Linked DNA regions of Sus scrofa: regions 2 and 3 are each linked to region 1. The links are chromatin contacts, called in public promoter capture Hi-C and targeted proximity ligation maps. All regions are on one chromosome and are shown on one strand. The core of a region is the stretch at or near the end of the contact, and the rest is flanking DNA. Distances in the headings are between cores, read along the strand shown.

The links. Promoter capture Hi-C pulls out the DNA fragments that hold promoters and counts their contacts.
Region 2: a targeted proximity ligation map of alveolar macrophages shows a contact between it and region 1. A contact is called at or near these places in 8 of 47 Hi-C or Micro-C datasets (blood, brain, embryonic fibroblasts and 3 more) and 2 of 2 datasets of targeted methods (alveolar macrophages and skeletal muscle).
Region 3: a contact with region 1 is called in a promoter capture Hi-C map of liver, with 6 times the contacts expected there. A contact is called at or near these places in 2 of 5 promoter capture datasets (fetal liver and liver), 33 of 47 Hi-C or Micro-C datasets (adipocytes, alveolar macrophages, blood and 16 more) and 2 of 2 datasets of targeted methods (alveolar macrophages and skeletal muscle).

What each region holds. Positions count from the first base shown.
Region 1 is chr5:64,179,958-64,184,115 of Sscrofa11.1, reverse strand. VAMP1 (vesicle-associated membrane protein 1) reads right to left here and starts at 2,620. Exons shown (of 6, transcript XM_005653160.3): 1 at 2,518-2,620; 2 at 2,135-2,384. The coding sequence starts at 2,136.
Region 2 is chr5:64,130,959-64,135,401 of Sscrofa11.1, reverse strand. It overlaps GAPDH (glyceraldehyde-3-phosphate dehydrogenase), which reads left to right and starts at 1,382. Exons shown (of 12, transcript NM_001206359.1): 1 at 1,382-1,463; 2 at 1,737-1,777; 3 at 3,552-3,651; 4 at 3,731-3,837; 5 at 3,959-4,049; 6 at 4,176-4,291; 7 at 4,375-4,443. The coding sequence starts at 1,755. LOC110260753 (a long non-coding RNA gene) reads right to left here and starts at 521. Exons shown (of 3, transcript XR_002344125.1): 1 at 195-521.
Region 3 is chr5:64,226,710-64,231,129 of Sscrofa11.1, reverse strand. No RefSeq gene overlaps it. Among named protein-coding and RNA genes, the nearest start is that of TRNAD-GUC, 14 kb to the right of the region's middle.

The DNA of each region.
Region 1 (4,158 bases), core at 1,371-3,870:
TTTCACACAATGATTAGTATATGATGGCCCCTCTAGGACAACTTGGAGAATCACCAAAGGCAAGTCCTCTGTCAGTAGAGTGAGTCAGGACTGTTTGCTTGCCTTGTTTTTGGCAGAGAAGACTGGGGTTTCACTTAGAAATTGGGGACCAAAGCAATTGTATTGTGAGACTGTTCCAAGAATGACAGGGACAGGAAGCAAAAACACTGGATGTGATCCTCAGTGTACATGCATCAGAAACATTCTGTCCCTTCCTTTTCCAGATTTGGCATCAAGTCCCAGGAGACTCTCCTAGTTCTTTATGTGCCAAGGAGAAATCTTGGTTTACACTGCTATACACAGAGACCATGCTCTCTTCCCCTTAGCCTTAGGGGAAGAATGATCTGGTGTGGGATCCTCAACATAAACTCCTCTCCAGGCCCCAACACATGGAAGTTAAATTCACCCCCCCGAAGAATTCCCAGAAGTCTAACCTAAGACATGAGATTTTCTCTGCCAAGGAACCCACAGGCAGGAGGGGGACCTCTCAAATTTGATGAAGAAGAGAAATTACAATAACTCCTCAAACAGAAGCAGAATCCCACAAAACATACCTCATAGCAGCAGTCCACAAGTGAATGCACTACGGATGAAACCATCACAAAGTCACCAAAAAGGTAAAGCCTTGACTACTCACAATAGAACTAATGCCCAGAAGTTCCTCCTCTCTACTAAGCAAGTAAATTTCAGCCTGAAAGGATAGAGAATAACTTCTCAAAGAGGTAATACTCCCAGATGACACCTGACTCATCCCCACTAAAAGAAGCATCTCCCATTTCCCTCTGAGGCACAATGGAGGCAAAGGAAAGCCATGGAAGCCACCAGACTCCTCTGCTCCTACTGAGCTAAGCAATCTAGGTCTCTGACTGAAAGTGGAAAATTCAATGAGTAGGGAGCAGGCAGTGTTTGGTCCTGGAAGCAGTCCAGGCTGGTGGCACCAATGACAAGATTAAGGTCAGAGACCTCGTGATGCCCTTCTAGTCACCAAGTTTTCCCCATCTCCTTCCCACATGGATGCTACTGGGAACCAGTCGGCTGAGACGATTCCCCCTCCCCCAAATGAAAACCTATGGAATCCTAGGGCTTGGCCAAAAATGCACAGAATGTCATATACAGTTAAAACTGTAGAAATCCAATAGAGAAAAGGGGAATTGGTTATAAAGGATTTGAAGGGACCATTTCACTTAATAACTTGTAGCGAGCGAGTTGGGAACACTCAGGAGTAATATATCTGGAGATAGTTATAACCCTTATGTAACATAAATAAATCTGTTCCCTTTTCTGTCACCAAGAGAAGCATCAAAAATACATCTAGGACCAGACCAGGACTCCAGGAAAGAATGGAAAGTTCTTCATTCGTCTAGCCCTAGTTCTTCCTCAAGGTTTTGGAATGGGAGTGATGTTGAAGATGATCAGAGACTAAGTTGAATGTGTTGAGGAAAGGGGTTGAGGGGATCCTCAGCTGTTTCTCTTCTAAATACTTGGCTAAGACTCAATAACAGGAAAACATCACCTACACGGGTGGCCTTGGGATGAGTGGCTGCTTGGAATCACATGCCCCTGCCCCTTGAGCCTTTTTGAGCTGCTCACCTAGCGCCAGGGAACTGGCAGGTAAGTTTCTGGAGCTTTGCTCACAGCCAAGAAGAGTTGGGGGGTACCCAAGTCAGAGATTGCAGGACAAGCCAAGTTACTAACTGGCAGGTGCACCCATGGCCATGACTGTCTTTCTAGAGGCCCTAAGTACAGCTTCAACCAACAACAAGAAAGGGCCTGGGGTAGGCCCCTACCCGGTGTCTTGGCGCACCATCTTTCAACAGAGACCTGACTGAGGAGCCCCACAGGCGAGAGAAGAGGGGCAGCGAAAGTGGGACCCCCGCGCCCCTGCGCCGCCCGTGGGATGCTGGCTGGAACTGGTGCAGGAATGAGGTGCAGCCTCCCTTCCCCAAGGGTGGCCCGGCCCAGGGCTGGTGCGCGGCGGTGGTTCCCCGCGTCGCTGCATCTGCTGCAATGCGCCATTTTCGGTCCCGCAGAGTTCTGCGCTGGGGGTGAGAGTTGGCAAGGAGGTGTCGCGCCCCCCACACCAGAGTCAACTCACATGTCTCAAACAGAGGAAGGAGAGGTCTGTCTCCTCTCCGGAGGCTGCGGCGTGACACCGGGTCAGGGAACTCTGCGGTGAAACCGACGGCAACGCCACGCTCCTCCTCTTGCTGACCACCTGGAGCTCTAGCTGCGGTGGAACTCACTGCAGCGGCCGCTCAGGCCCCAGTCTTTATTAGTGCTGGTCACGCCCCCGGATCACGCTGATAAACCTGTGGACCAATCCCCGCCAAGAACAGACGCCAGTCCTGAAATGAAGCAGGGAATAAAGCCTACAGTGCCCGCCCCTGGAAATTCGCCAGTCACGGCTCTCTTATCATTCGGACCCGGAAAATGAGCGATGCTGGGAGGATGTGGCCAATACAACTGTGGTTTGCTTACCTGTCTGACTAAGCGACAGGGATGGGTGGAACTATGGCCCCCCTCCTGGAGGGTCGGCTCCAGCAGTTTGAGTTGGGCTTTTTTGGTGCCTCCAAGCCAATCGCTGAGCAGTTCCTCGGTCCGGGCCCGCCCACGGCCCGCGTCTCCAGCCAATCACGCCGTTTCCGCCTACAGCGGCAAGCAGGTTGGCGCGTGGCAGCCGGGACTCCCAAACCCTGGGAGCAGCAGAGGTTCGGTTGTCTGGGCACCGCCCAGGTGCTCGGACCTGGCAGGCCTCCACCCCCAGTCTTTGACAGACAGCTCTGAGGAGGCTATATCCATCGAGGCAGAGCCGCAGGCTCCCCGGGCCGCTGGGCGGCGGGGATCCTTACGACCAAAGTAAATACTTTGGAGAGCTCGGTTCACCGGTTCTACACAGCCATCAAGCCCCTCGCTCAGTCTGTCCTAAATTTAACTTTCCCTCCCCAAACTTGCTTGTCCTATCCCTCTCGGTAGCTTACCACTTGGACTCAGTTGCCCAAACCAGAAACCTGGAAACCATGCTAGATTTTCCTCCCATTCATCTTTTTCTGCCCTCCTATAAATCACCAAGCTGAGCGGATTTTTTTCTTCTTAGTATTTCAATAATTCTCTCCCCTCCTCTCACTGTCCTGCTGCAGCTTATTATCCCTTGTTTGGCGTCCATCAGTTGTAAAATCATTCTTCCACGTACTGCACACCAACATAATGCTTTTTTATCACTTCGAATTTTTATTTTATATGTATGGAAAGTGGAGGTTTCTATAGATGCAGATTTTTACCATACATCACTCTCATGCATACATGCAAAGGAAAATAGAAAAGTAGCCTAGTGTTCATAAAACTTTTTCAGACACCGACTCTTACGATTTTTTTTTTCTTTTTACTCAGTCTTAGATGTGCATGATTTCCACACAATATAGTCCTCTGTGCATGCCATCAAGGGCTTTGGGTGATGCAGCATTTCTTAAAGAAATGTTCCTTTTCTGTCTGGAATTTTTCTTTCAAGACATCCATTTGGCAAATTTTGATTCTTATGAGCCAGTATGACAAATACAGTATGACCATTCTGGCTAATATAGTCAGACATCCCAATTTAGATGTTAAAGTGAAAAAAGAAAAGTGCCTCTTAAAATTAATGAAATATCATATCATTTTGTTTCATCTTGCCCTCATTCATATCCATCCTCTAAGAAACCACTAGGATGATTTATCAAAATGTCACAACCTGGAGCTCCCGTCGTGGCGCAGTGGTTAACGAATCCGACTAGGAACCATGAGGTTGCGGGTTCGGTCCCTGCCCTTGCTCAGTGGGTTAATGATCTGGCGTTGCTGTGAGCTGTGGTGTAGGTTGCAGACGTGGTTCAGATCCCTAGTTGCTGTGGCTGTGATGTAGGCCAGCGGCTTCAGCTCCGATTGGACCCCTAGCCTGGGAACCTCCATGTGCCGCAGGTGTGGACCTAAAAAGACAGAAAAGACCAAAAAGATAATAATAACACACTGTCTTAATTACTGTAGCTATACAGTAAGACTTAAGTATTTCTCACACACTGTTGTTCTTTTTCAAAATTAGTTAGCTATTTTAGATCCTTTGCCTAAAAGATTATTTTTAAAATGCATTTA
Region 2 (4,443 bases), core at 133-2,632, 47 kb after region 1:
AAACTTAGCCACAGGCTTTTCAGCTGGAAAAGGGGGCTGGTCTCAGGTTACGCTGGGCCAGCAAAGAGGCCCCAATTCCTTCCACCAGCACCTGCTAATGGGCAACGTCCATTCCACCCTCCCCCCACCTTCCCTGAACCTTCAACACTTCAAGTCCTCAGAACCAACCCATCTTTCATCCTCTGCTCACAAACCTGGCCCAGCCCCAGCTTCTGAGGGACTGGTCTTGGAGAAGAATGGATTTCCTCCTCCACATCACGTCTGGGAAGGGGCTAGGGGCCCTTGTCCCCACCCTGTGTCCAAGACCTCCCAATCTTTTCCCTCTTATGGACACCTCACCCTGCCCCCAACATCCCCTGGGCGCAGCCAGTGAAAGGGAGGCCCTGACTGCAGGGCTGGCCTGCACGTCCCAGGATGGGGAGGGACTTCCGCTCTCACGTCCTGCTCTGCCCAGGGCTGGATGGGGTGAAAGGGACATTGTCTCCCAGCCCGGGCCGCTCAGCCCTCAAATTTCCCAGGAGCAACTTTGTGGGAGACCTCTGAGCCTCTACCTGGCCAGCCCCCCAAAGCGATCCTGTCCCCTCGCTGAGGCCCCAGCCAGCCAGGGCCTGGGGGAGAGCAGCTGGTGCACACAGGTCCTGGTTTGTCTGCTCGATTCTCAGATGTCCAGGCTGCCTGTCCTGCAGGGCATCGTGACCTTCAGTGCAGAAACTTCCCTCTCAGGCCTCCTTCCGAGCCTCCTTCCTCTCCAGGCCTCCCACTGGCCAGGGCCAGCCGCGGTCCCCAGCCCGGGGAGGCCAGGAGCCAAGAGAAGGGGAGGGGGGAAAGGGGAAGGGGGCTGGAGAGGGCCTTGCTGGAGGCCCCTCCCGGGCCTTTTCCTCTGTAGTTCCTGGGTCACTACCGAAGAGCCTCGAGAAGTTCCTCAATCTTCCCGCTTCTCAGCTTTTGAAGGGGGGGGGGTAGGGGAGACTGCAGCCGCGAGCTGCGAGCCGCGCCCCCAACCCCGGGTTCCGCTCCAATTTCCCATCCCACTGGCTCCCCATATCCTCCCGTTACATCCCTGCAGCAACTTTAACGTCCCTGGCTCCTTGGGTGTCCTCAGTTTTCGCCAGGGCCCCCTCCTCCTAGTCCACTGCCCCCTGCAGTACAACCCCAACCGGGCCAGGCAGCATCACCGGTCCCCTCCCCCTCTCCGTCCTCAGCCCACTTGTGTGGCGCGTGCACATTGGCAGAACCAGGCGGGTCCAAAGGAAAAAAAAAGAAGAAGTGGGGGTCGGCTACTCGCGACTTTACGGGCGCACGTAGCTCAGGCCTCCGCTGCTGGAGCTAGGACTGGGCGAGGCGAGCCCACGTCACCCCGCCCCCGCCCCGCCCCCTGCCCTATAAATTCCGGCTGCAGCCTTCCCCTGCGCTCTCTGCTCCTCCCCGTTCGACAGACAGCCGTGTGTTCCGTGCATTGCCAGGTAAAGCCTGGCGGAGTGGAGCCACAAGGGTTCGAGGACTGGTCCGAAAGGGACCGGGGGCCGTGCGCGGTCTGGGAGTGTGGGTGCGGGGCCCCGGCTGGAGCCGGAGTTGTGGCTGCGCCGGGCCGGGCCCCTGCATTGCGGGTTGAGGGGGAGGAAGGACGTGCAGAAGAGCAGAGCGAGGATGGAGGCCTGGGGGAGGGGCGGGGAGGGCACCGTCGGGCTCCAGCCGCTTTGCCCCGCGATCTAATGTTCTCTTTCCTCTGCCGGCAGCCGCGTCCCTGAGACACGATGGTGAAGGTCGGAGTGAACGGGTGAGTTAGGGGGTGGGGCAGGGTGGGGCAGTAAGTACTGCAGCCCCCACCAAATTGCGTCCGCAGGTCTCGCCCTACCGGGTCTGTGCAAGCATGTGGGGGACTTGGATGGGGTGGTCGTACCCCACCCCCAAGGAGAACTCAAGGTCAGCGCTCGGACCTGGAGGAGGCCCTCGCAAGGCCTCGTGTCCCCCATCCCTGGCTGTTGCGCGTTCTGTAACTCCGCCTCTGCGGAGCCTTCCTCTTCACCTGCCGCAGATACACAGCCCTGGAGTCTCCAATTCTTGCTTTGGCCCCATCCCCTAATCCCCCAGCTGGGGCTCTTTCTTTCCTTTCGCGCCCTGCGGGGTCACGTGAAGGGGAGGAGCCCATCCCCCCAGCCGCAACCAGTGCCCCCAGCCGGGCAGCCCCGGGATGCAGGAGGCACAGCTGCTGTGCAGAACCAGCTGGGAGGGGGCATCTGCGGTAACCTAGCCGCCATGTTGCAACTAGGAAGGAAATGAATGAACCGCCGTTAGGAAATCTTCCTGAGTCCTTCAATCTTTCTCCTTACTTGCCCATGACTAAGCCTTCTACCCCTGCCTCGTGGGGTGGAGTCTCCTTTATCCGGTAACCCAGGTCCGGCCACGCTTTCCCCTTCTTAGTCAGCTGGACCTCAGCTCTTAGCAAACTAACCCTAGAGCATCCCTTCAAGCCCCAGCCAGATTCCCCCCCCCGGGGATGAGGGGATGCTTTTTCTGGATGGTTCTCTGATGAATCAAAAACGGGGCTTTATGGGGGTGGTCTTGGGTTGTTTCCGGGTTGTTTCCCTTCTCTTTCTCCGGAGAGGTGTGGTAGCGTTGGCTTGGTGCCATGCCGGGGGAGCTGAGTCATGGGTACTTAGAAATTTTCCACAAAATGGCTCCCGGAGCCGGCGGAGCCGCAGCCCCTGTCTCTGCATCAGTGCTCCTTGAAGCTGCTTCCTTCCATCCATGCCTAGGGTTGACCCCACCCTAAAGGCCAAGCTGTAAAGGTCACCAGGAGGATTAGATGTCCGTGAGCCTCGGGAATCCTGCCCTTCTCCCCATCCCCTCTTCCAGAAACCAGATCCCCACTCCACCCTAAGCTGGGGTTAAATATAGCTGCCTGACCTTTCTGCAGCTGGGGGCCTGGGCTTCTCCCTCTCCTTCCCCCCCGCTCCCCACACGTCTATTGCTCCCACTCCTGATTTTGGGAAAAGAGCTAACAAAGACAGGTTCCTAACAAATCAGAAGCCCGGGATTCTGGGTTTGAGAAACGGCTTTCCCTTTTGTAGGAGGGACTTGGGGAAGGGGGGGGGTTTCCCTGGCCAGTTAACTTCTGACCTTTGCTCTTGCCCTTTGAGCTGGGTGATGCCAAGTGTGCAAGATTTTGCTCCCTAGAGGGTGTGGCCTGAAGCTGGCCAGATAGGAACAAGCATTTACCGACAGTGGGCCTGAGGAATGCCATGTGCCGGCCATGTGCCCAGACTGTAGGTGGCAGCAGCAGTGCACCACCCTGTCACCCCTTAACAGATTTCAGATGACCAGGGGGTGTGGGCCTGTCTCGGAGCTTCATCACCTCTTGGGCAGGATGGGAGCTTTTCACTTTGTGGCTGTGCTGGGAAGCCAGGCTGGTCTGGCAGGGTTGTGCGAGGAGGAGGAAATGAGATCTCCTGGTAGGAAAGTGCCCGCGCTGACAGCGGGCGCGTGGGCCTGGGACTGCTTACATCTCCAGGAGAGCTCACTCCTCCCTCCTCGCCTCTTGTCCCCCTCAGATTTGGCCGCATCGGGCGCCTGGTCACCAGGGCTGCTTTTAACTCTGGCAAAGTGGACATTGTCGCCATCAATGACCCCTTCATTGACCTCCACTACATGGTGAGTGGCCCCCGTGGCGGGGGCGGGGACAGAGCCTGCCAGGGCGCAGCCCCTTGATGCCCTCCCTCGTCCCCCCCAGGTCTACATGTTCCAGTATGATTCCACCCACGGCAAGTTCCACGGCACAGTCAAGGCGGAGAACGGGAAGCTTGTCATCAATGGAAAGGCCATCACCATCTTCCAGGAGTAAGTATGGAAGACGGAACCGGAAGAGCTTTGCCTTGGAGGAGGTGGTGCTGGGACGGGGTGACCACCTTGGGTCTGTGGTCCCCCGCGCCCCTGAACTTTGTCCTGTCTTCCCTTCTAGGCGAGATCCCGCCAACATCAAATGGGGTGATGCTGGTGCTACGTATGTTGTGGAGTCCACTGGTGTCTTCACGACCATGGAGAAGGCCGGGGTGAGCGGCAGGGAACCGAAAGAGGAGGGGACCTAACCGCGGGGTTGGTGTAGCGGGGAGACTGGGGGAGGCTGACTTGGACCAGGAAAGGGGAAGCCCGGGTGTCTGACTGCTCCTCTGCTGCAGGCTCACTTGAAGGGTGGGGCCAAGAGGGTCATCATCTCTGCCCCTTCTGCCGATGCCCCCATGTTTGTGATGGGCGTGAACCATGAGAAGTATGACAACTCCCTCAAGATCGTCAGGTGAGCTTGGTGGAGGGGGCGGGGGGGGTCATGCTGCGCGGGACCCCGTGGACCTGCCCGTTGACTTGCCTCCCTCGTTTCAGCAATGCCTCCTGCACCACCAACTGCTTGGCACCCCTGGCCAAGGTCATCCATGACCACTTCGGCATCGT
Region 3 (4,420 bases), core at 1,585-4,084, 47 kb before region 1:
TTAAAAGTAAAAAGTAATTTCTAGAGAGTTGCAGCCCTCCCAGACAGGAAGGAAAAGGAAAACATCCAGTATTCACCGAGGCCTACAGGAAGAGTTACCAAAAATAGCTGCAGCTTGGGTAGGTGGGGATCCCAGACTGCCATGTACTCTAGCAAGGGTGCAATTTGGCTCCAGAAGGCAGGATACACATATAAACCCAGTGGAAGGGTATGGACTTAGACAAAATCAAAAACATTACATTCATAAATGGAGTTTAAAATATTTCAGGGAACTTCATGTACCCAATCAAGAAGACTCACCTAGGCATACATTGGCCCCAGGTCTGGCATCCTAACCTCAGATCTCTGGCAAATAGATAACTTAAGCCTTCTTGAGATGGTAATCATAGATCATTGTCATACATTATCCGCCTGAGATAGGAAAACTTCCCTTAGTGGACAGATGTCCTGTTAACTCCAGGAAGGTTTTGAATTGACGTGGGAGCATTGTATTGTGTCAGCTTAGCTAGGATGAAACCACATTTCTTGGAATTCCCTCCCAGTATGGTTCCAGATGAGGGCTGGCCACAGGAGAGGTGTGTGCAAAGTTTGCAAGATGGAAAGGCAGAACTGAAGCAGCAGCTTCATGGGTTGGCATGGGTGCTAGACTGCTGCAGCCCCCACCCATCATCCTTGCCTTGCTGGTTTACTTTGTCGACACAGGTAGCCGCAAGTCTTGCAGGGCTTCCAGCTCCTGTCAGATCTCCTTCAGCTGCACTAACTCCTGGGCCAGGCATCTGTGCATCTTCATATCTTTCTGCAGACCACCCAAGTCATCCAGGCCAGAGCAGGGAGGGACAGACATAGGTTCCACTTGGTCCTTTCAAGCTCTCCCCTACCTCACAGCCAGTATTTCTTCCCACCTGACCAATGATGATCTAGGCCCAGCACAGATACAGAGGCAACAGACATCTACAGACCCCTTTACCAGTTCCTTATTCCTTATCACTCATAGTGGTCTTGCTTCTCAGGTCAAACCAACCAAAAGTGATGAACCAAATCAAACTCATGCTAAGCTTCACATAAGTTTTGGGGTTTTTAAAATTATTGTTTAAGTACAGTTGATTTACAATGTTATGCCAATTTCTGCTGCACAGCAAAGTGACCCAGTCATACATATATATACATTCCCTGTTTTATATTATCTTCCATCATGGTCTACACCAAGAGACTGGATACAATTTCCTGTGCTATACAGCAGGACCTCATTGATTATCCATTCTAAATGTATAGTTTGCCTCTACTAACCCCAAACTCCCAGACTATCCTACTCCCTCCCCCTCCCCCTCCCCCTCCTCCTCCCCCTTGGCAATCATAAGTCTGTTCTCTCTATGTCTGTGAATCTTTCTGTTTTGTAGATAGGTTCATTTGCGTCAGATTTTAGATTCCACATATAAGTGATATCATATGGTATTTGTCTTTTTTCTGTCTGATTTCCTTCACTTACTATGAGAATCTCTAGTTGTATCCATGTTGCTGCAAATGGCATTATTTTGTTCTTTTTTATGGCTGAGTAGTATTCCATTGTGTATATATACCACATCTTCTTAATCCATTCGTCTGTTGACGGACATTTAGGTTGTTTCCATGTCTTGACTATTGTGAATAGTGCTGCAGTGAACGTAAGGGTGCATGCATCTTTTTGAATTATTGTTTTGTCTGGAGTGAGGCTGCCCAGGAGTGGGACTTCACATAAGTTTTAATCATTGGGATAATCTGTGTATATTTAGTATTTAAAGTTTTGGTAATACTGAAAATAATTTAACATGGGAGAGCTATAAAAATTAGCCTCATTATTCTATTAAAATGTGTAATTGATTTTCAATTAATGATTCTAAGTTTAAGGGGTTCAAAGTGTTGACTGTAAATAGAATTATAAAGTTTGAGGGATTTTATGATTTGGTATGGCTATCATTCATTACACTTACAAAAACTGTTTAAGTATTTAGGAAGTATTTTCTTGTTAGGGTCATAAGCCCATTCAGTTATGTATCTAAGTACTTAAAAAGAAAATAAAACGTGAAATTTAGATACGCAACTTAATATATTTTTAAAAATTCAGTGGACTATAGATGTAAATGGAATTGATTATTACTGGAATTTAGATTGTTCAACTTAAGTTAATTTTAAAAAGTAAAAATTGGAGTTCCCATTTTGGCTCAGTGGAAACAAATCTGACTAGCATCCATGAGGACGCAGGTTCAATCCCTGTCCTCAATCAGTGGGTTAAGGATCCAGCATTGCTGTGAGCTGTGGTGTAGGTCACAGAGGCGGCTCAGATCTGAGGTTGTGGCGTGGCCAGCAGGTACAGTTCTGATTTGTGCCTAGCCTGGGAACCTCCAGATGCTGTTGGTGCAGCCCTAAAAAGACCAAAAAAAAAAAAAAAAAAAAAAGTAAAAATTATTGGGGAGATTCTGAGAAGATGGCAGAGTAGGAAGCAACAGGAATCTGGCTTCTTTCCTACAGGACTACTGCCCTGGCAGAGTCTGTCTTTTGTAACTAGTTTGGAACTCTGGAGTCTGGTTGAAGGCTTGCAATGTCCAGAGAAAGACTTGGACAGTAAATTGTGTTTGATTTTGGTCAATATCAGCTATTAGCACAAAACAACACCCCCTTGCCTACCAGCCAGGTGGCAGGCAGCTGTGCGTGTGTTCCTGGAGCAGCTTGCACATAGCTTGGGAGAGTCAGGGTGGGCATAAAGGGCCCCATCTTCTAAATATTGGGAGTCGGTGCCCTGATGGCTGCTGCTTCTGATTACAAAGAGGCCAGTAGCCATTGTTGCACCTCCCCTACCCATTACAAGCCCCTCCCATTCTAGCTGAAGTGACTTCACATGAACTTAAAGGGCCAGTGCCCTTTTCTCCCTTCATTTTTTTTTTTTCCTTTTTTAGGAGCCAGACATGGAAGACTAGGACATTCAAAAACAAATGCATATATGAGGAAAATTAGAAAGTTACAATGTAAGATGGAGGTGTAAAGGAATACAGCTTTTATATGTTCTTTAAATTAAGCTGGTATAAACTCAAACTATAGTGTTATACCTTTAGGATGTTAAGTGTTCCCCATGGTAACCACAAAGAAAATAGCTGTAGAATATACACAAAAGAAATGAGGAAGGAATATAAATATTTCACTACCAAAAATCAACTAAACAAAAAAAGATAGGAATGCAGGAAATGAAGGGAAAAAGCTAAGAGGCAATAGAAGACAAATAACACAATAAGAGAAGCAAGTCCCTTCTTATTAGTAATTACTTCAAATGTAAATGGATTAAGCTCCTCAATCAAAAGACAGAAATCAGCAAGATTGATAAAAACACCTGATCCAACTCTATGTCACCTACAAGAGACTCACTTGAGATCCAAAGACACAAACAGGTTGAAAGTGAAAGGATGGAAAAAGATACTCCATGCAAATAGTGACAAAGCACTAATATCAGACAAAATAGACTTTAAATCAAAAAAAGTTACAAGAGACAAAGGATATGTATATCAATAGAAGATTCAATACAGCAAGAAGATATAATTATAAACATACATACACCTAATGATAGACCAGCAAAATATGCAAAACAAAAACTGACAGGAGTTCTTGATGTGGCTCAGTGGGTTAAGAACCTGTCTAGTATCCATGAGGATGCAGGTTTGATTTCTGGCCTCGCTCAGTGGGTTAAGTATCTCCTGTTGCCACAAACTGCAGCACAGGTTGCAGATGTGTCTCAGATACGGCATTCTGTCACTGTGGTGTAGGGCCAGCAGCTGCAGCTCTGGTTCAGCCCCTAGCCTGGGAACTTCCACATGCAGCCTTAAAAAGACAAAAAAGAAAAAGAAAAAGAAAAAAAATGACAGAATTGAGGGGAGAAATAAACAGTTCTACAAAAATAGCCGAAGACATCAATACTCCATTCACAATAACTATAGAACAACCAGACAGAAGTAAGGAAACAGAAAACTTAAACACAATGAAATAACTAGGTCTAACAGACTTATATAGGACACTACCCACTATCAACAGCATACACATCCGTCTCAACTACATGCATAACATTTTCCAGGATAGACCATATGTTAGGCAATAAATTAAATCTCCTACCTAAAGAAACAAAAGACCTGTACTCTGAAAACTACAAGCCACTGATGAAAGAAATCAAAGATGACACAAACAGATGGAAAGACATACCATGCTCTTTCATTGGAAGAGTCAATATTATCAAAATGACTATACTACCCAAGGCAATCTACAGATTCAATGCAATCCCTATCAAATTACCAAGGACATTTTTCACGGAACTTGAACAAAATATTTTGAAGTTTGTTTGGAAGTGCAAAAGACCCAGAATAGCCAAAGACATCCTGAAAAAGAAAAATGGAGCTGGAGGAATC